2 separate regions of the Hordeum vulgare genome follow, and region 1 is linked to region 2. Evidence: chromatin contacts called from public Hi-C data. All regions are on one chromosome and are shown on one strand. The core of a region is the stretch at or near the end of the contact, and the rest is flanking DNA. Distances in the headings are between cores, read along the strand shown. Region 1 holds the start of LOC123412896 (BTB/POZ domain-containing protein At1g30440-like). Region 2 holds the start of LOC123410184 (hydroxyproline O-galactosyltransferase GALT2).

What was found. Hi-C and Micro-C count contacts between places; a contact is called where the count stands out from the background.
Region 1: a Hi-C map of leaf shows a contact between it and region 2, with 7 times the contacts expected there. The contact joins the promoter of LOC123412896 here to the promoter of LOC123410184 in region 2. A contact is called at or near these places in 3 of 6 Hi-C or Micro-C datasets (leaf and seedling) and 1 of 1 datasets of contacts at active chromatin or transcription factors (embryo).

What each region holds. Positions count from the first base shown.
Region 1 is chr7H:406,309,036-406,311,873 of MorexV3_pseudomolecules_assembly, forward strand. It overlaps LOC123412896 (BTB/POZ domain-containing protein At1g30440-like), which reads left to right and starts at 1,362. Exons shown (of 4, transcript XM_045105856.1): 1 at 1,362-2,034. The coding sequence starts at 1,976.
Region 2 is chr7H:405,376,825-405,379,669 of MorexV3_pseudomolecules_assembly, forward strand. It overlaps LOC123410184 (hydroxyproline O-galactosyltransferase GALT2), which reads right to left and starts at 1,590. Exons shown (of 7, transcript XM_045103082.1): 1 at 503-1,590. The coding sequence starts at 1,262.

The DNA.
Region 1 (2,838 bases), core at 112-2,611, 930 kb after region 2:
CGGGCAGTTTCGAACAGTTCAGGTCGGGCAGTTTGACGGGATGTGGTGCTAATTAATTTGGGGGCAAATTAGTTAGGACATGTCTTAACGCAAATTGGACTAGTTGACTAAGGTTTTAACGCATATGTGGCCGTGAGCTATTTTCTTCCTTTAAACCGTCGCACGAGAGCTATTATGTCGAAAAACGTCACACTCCTTCCAATTCGATGGAAAGAAGTCGCACCTGAGCTATTGTCCCTCACCGGTGCAGACGTCCTCTATTGCAGGCAGGGGATGTTGTTGCGCGTGGGTTGTTTGATCCTCTTTCCCCGCTTTGCAAGGAGGCGGTTGCGCCAGCTGCGGTGCCGCGACTGCATCGCCAAGACTTGCCACGCGGTGCTCTAGATCCGGCCACCAAGCCAGCAGCTCGTCGAAGGCCAACATGTTGGGATCCATGGCTTCCAACCATGAAAGACCTTGACGCAAGCTTCTGGTCTCGACGAGATGTGCCAGCACGAACGGATTGGGATGGACAATTGGTCTCTAATACCAGATGTTAGAGTAGCGATGGAAGGTAGTGGCAATTCGATCTATTCACTCTCTAAAGTAGTAGCAATATAGACCGATCACACGAATTTGGAGAAGCTGGGAATCGAGGGAGGCTAACTAGAACACAAGAACTAGGGTTGCCGCCGCATGGGTGTTGCCTCATTCACTAGATGATCGACCCGTCGTGGTAGCTGGCTTAAGTAGTAGATTGGACCGTGCTGGCCCATTCTTGGCCCGTGTAGCGTGTGCTGGGCCGCCTGACTCATCCGGTCCGTGGCTTGTCTTGTTCTCCCTGGCTGACAGGTAGGGTAGGGGTGTCGGAGGCTCACACACAAAGGATCCAATCGATGGTAACCTTTGGTGAATCTGCTCAGATCCGGTCTTCATTTGTCTATGTCCGTGTGTCTTGAGGTTGGATCCGTCCGATCTATGTGTCTCTTCATCGAGGTGGTTGATGTTCTAGTGCGTTGGTCCTATGAAGTCTTAGCACGACGACTTCCTTATTGTCTACTCCAACAAGTTTTGCACGAATCTGACGATGAAGGGGCAATAACAGCGACGCATATTCGGTTCGATTCAGTTCTTGTAGTCGTCGTTAGATGATCTATAAAATTGAATATAGTGTTTACTACTTTTCGGGCTCGTTGTAGTGGTACGATTGACTGACGATGAATAGATTGGTCCCTAAAAAAGATAGAAATACTATAATGCAGCCAAAGTGGATTCTGGGCCTGCCGGCTCTGGGCCCACAGCCTGGCTGCCTTCCTCTCCTTCCTTCCCGTTGGGTGTCCTTTTCTCCATAGGAAGCTGTGAAGCCCACCCAAATCCGCACCACAGCAGTGGTACTAGTAGTCCAAGTCCAGTACACCCAGCCAAAGAAGAGAATGTTCTTGGATCCCCTTCCCTGCCTGCCACAACATTCCTACTCCCCCACCCTCCTCCTCCTCATCATAAACAAACAAACCAACAAACCTTCCTCCCCCTCCTCCGGCGGCACCACTGGTCATCCACCTCTCTTCCTCACCTTCTTCTTCCCGGACCTTCGTCGAGTCGGGATCTTGGGCGGGACAATCCATCGCGGCGGGTGGGTTTAGGCGTCACAATTATCCAAAGGTCCGGCCGGCCCTTCTTTTCCACGTCTCCAGAGGTCGCCGGAACCTCTCCTTCCCTCTCCTCTTCACTGGCGGGTCTGCAATCTCGTGTCGGCTCTCCGCGTAGTCTGGACGCTCCTCGCCTTCCACATCGTCTCGGGGGATTTTGGGCTAGATTGAGGTTTTGCGTGCGTGCGTGGGGAAAGTGGCTTCCTTTTCTTTTCTTTTCCTCAGTTTCTCGAGGATTTGGTTCCAGTGTGTGCGGGGGGCCGGCGGAATCTCTCTGCCTTTGATCCCAAGCAACCGGCTGCCTCGTTCATGTAGTGCAGCATCCATAGGAACCTGGGACTACTAACATGGCCTGCCTCAAGCTGGGATCAAGGGCTGATGTGTTCAGGAAGCAGGGCCAAGACTGGTATGAACAGCTTCTCTCTTTCTCTCTTCATTCCCCCCAACATGATCCTCTGACATGTCTAACCTGCACAGTTACACAGTTCCTCATGGTTGCAGATGACAATTTTAACATCTTATTAGAGTTGCTACACCTTTTAATCCGTGCAATGTTTTCATTACTTGCTCAGTTTGCTGCCATAACTGACACTGTAGGAAATGTGCCATTAGTACTTTCAGAAAGTGGGAAAATAATTGAATAGGTGACATGTGTGTGTACTAGAAGCTCCCATGCGGCCATGGCCCAACCTCTTCCTGTTGGCTTCATCTGTGGTACTGATTATAATATGCTAACCAACTCCTTCTGGATGGAAGGCTCTAATCAAAACATCGAGCCCAGGCCAGCTAGGAAAACTACAAACGTTTTTGTTTTTAAGCCGACGCAACTCTCTGGGAGGACTCCCTACCAGTTATCCAAAGACAGCCTGTTAATCAATATCATTATGCTAAGACTGTCACTTCGATGCATTCGATGCGCATACCGTGTTGGAGGACTTCATCTGTTCGTGGAAAAAATGGAACCTACCTTTTATAGTACCATTTTTGGGTGTTATTGAGATCAAGGCAGTGGTGGGTAAATAGATGGTCACCGTGCAGAATGCTTGTCCTGGATTAGCATTTATTGCCCCCTTCCTTGAGAAATATCACCTGACTTTTGTTCCCGGTCGTTCTTATGTTCGGTACTTGTTGGAGCTGCACATGTTGAGCACTAAATGTGCCATATTGATTGCTCCAAATTCTGTTCTCTCATCACAATCACGCTGAGCAT
Region 2 (2,845 bases), core at 340-2,839:
AATGAAAATTATATATGAAAGTGTACATATTAATGTACTAGTTGAAATGAATATTATCCGGAAGTCACACACTAGACACCGTTAAAGCTCTCAGCCTCTAACAGCGCCATGGAACCTACCATCGCAAAAGGGCTGTGGCATTAATATTATGAAGTCCCCAGGAGCAAATACATGTATCATGTGTTGGGCACTTTGATAGTTTAATCAGCTTTAATGCTGTAAATAGGAACATTCCATGGGTTAGATTGTGCAAGGAGTTATAATGGCCAGTTGGTAATGGTACGTTATAGCAGCTGTAATGGTTTACTAGTAAACTGTAAACAGAAACATGGCAATATGGCATTAGGCTGGCAATGCAATTGATTTACCTCTGCACTAATTTGACAATGCAATACTAATTAATCTTAACCACATTACTAGTAACAAATAACAAGAGCTGCTCACTCAGGAAAGAACATCTTAAGGTCCAAGCTAGGATTGCCGAAGAAGGAGAAGGATGTACCCTTGTCGTCATTGTCCTCGGGCTGCAAGCCGTCACAGCGCTGGGCGGAGCCCCACTGCATCCGGTAGCAGGTATTGTGCTCGATGATGGGGCGCTGGCTCCAGTCCCCCCTCAGCCTGGGGTTGAGGTGCAGTATCCTGGGCGGGTCCTCGCCGTCAACGGCGCGCAGGCCCTGCAGCTCGACCATGAACTGCGAGACGTGCACGGTCCCGTCCCCCTGGCGCATCCTGGCGAGCTGCGGTACGTATTCCTTGTGCGCTGGCCTGGGCGTGCCGACGACGGTGACGGCGGAGCCAGCGGCGAGGCCGCAGGGCAGGAAGACAACCCTCCCGCGCGCGCGCACGGAGACGGCGGCGGGGCACTTGTCGGTGGAGGCGGCGTCGACGGCGGCGAGCTCCCAGGGGTCCCCGGAGAAGGCTGCGGCGTCCTCCCAGGCGGTGAGCCCGAGCGACCAGGCGTCGTCGGCCATGCGGTCGAGGACGGAGCGGTTGCGAGCGGCGATGTCGGGGAGGGAAACGCGGTCGTATCGGTGCCAGAAGGGCTGGACCTGGAACAGGGTGGCATTGGAAGGGGAGGAGGAGCTCCCTGGTAGGAGAGGTGGCAGGTGGTCGGTGGATGATGGGGAGGAGAAAGCGGAGTCAACGGCGGCAAGGTCGGCGGTGGCAAGGTCGAGGACGCGGCGGAACTTGAGGGAGATGAGGATGAGATAGGCCACCCCCGCGACGAACACCAGGTGCGACGGCCGCCACCGCCGCGCCATTGCCCTCGCTCGCTCAGCGGGCCGTAGCCAACCCCACCTTCGCGCTCTCGGGCCCCGCAGTGGACGGCGACAGCGATCTCTCTGTGGTCAAGCGCGCGGCGAGGGCAGGCCCGCCGCGACACGCCTGCCGCCGGCCAGCGGCGGCCAGAGGAGGCGGGGCGCCGGCCGGATCTGGCGCGCGCAGAGGAGGCGTGGAATCGGAGGCAGGGGCGGGGACGGAGGCGGAGTTGGAGATGCTCGCGCGTGCGTGCGGGGAGGTCGGGGCAGTGGGGAGAAATGGAGGGGCGTCGTGGCTGGCTGGCTGGCTGGCCGCCCGTGATGTGGACATGTTTTCTTTCTTGTTAGTTTGGTTTCTTTCCGGCCGGCCGAGTGGGAGTGGGACTGGACGAGCCGCGTGACGGTTTGGTCCGGTCGGACCGTGTTTGCCACGTCGGGTTAGAGCATCTACGTACTAGTAACTTGCAAACGTCACACAATTTTTTTTGATCTCTCTCTCTCTCTCTCTCTCTCTCTCTCTCTCTCTCTCTCTCTCTCTCTCTCTCTCTCTCTCTCTCTCTCTCTCTCTCTCTCTCTCTCTCTATATATATATATATATATATATATATATATATATATATATATACTAGTTAGCATGCACATGTAATGCACGACTAACCGAATAATTTATAAATTGCTTTTTATATTAAAATTATATATATATATATAGCTGCAAAAATATTAAAACACACACAATATACACATTACTTGCACTCCATTAAAAAATTGAAAACAAATGTATTCAGTGGAATAATGGAAAAAAATGTTTGGAGTAACATAAGACAAGGAGAAATATTGGGCTCACTTGAAGGTTGCAGCAAGCTGAAATGAATCCTAACTTCTTCACTTGATGCATCATATCTAGCTTCAATGCCTGAAAAAAAGCTTAAAATACAGATAATCTAGCATCAGAACAGGACACAACCTGGTATTTCAAAGGAAATATATACAACCTGAGATCTTTTGGCACTTGCATATAAAGGTTGAGGTATCACCTGCAGAAACTCCAAAAAATCAAACAGAAATCCATTGTGAGTAACTGCAAATCACAAAAATATTAACAGTCTCAACATATATAACCAGTGAACGAAAACGGTAGTGTAAAATCATAATAATAGGTAGGTCCTTTGCTGAGCACAAATCATAATAATCGGTTGACGTGAAATTAAAGCTTTTAGAGCTACCTCAAAGGTGAAGAATTGTGGCTTATTAATCGGGTATGCCGGTCTTGTGACATCCTCAGCTTTTGCTACAGTGAGCATTGTAATTAAGTTACAGTGATGACCATGATCAGCAACAAATCATTTTGCTAAATTGGATATGATCAAGTTGAAATTCATATCTCTTTTCAAATTCCACGTAAAAAGCCACTTGAATTATATGGAAATAAAATAATTCCCCAAACAGCATCGGAAAAATGTTGCATAATTGTGGAATAATCCAAAACAATTATTATTAAGGAAAACAACATCACCCTCGATGTTGGTGTGGACCCCCACCATCAAAACAAAGTCATTTTTGCATTTAAAAGTGCTCTTAAATTCCAT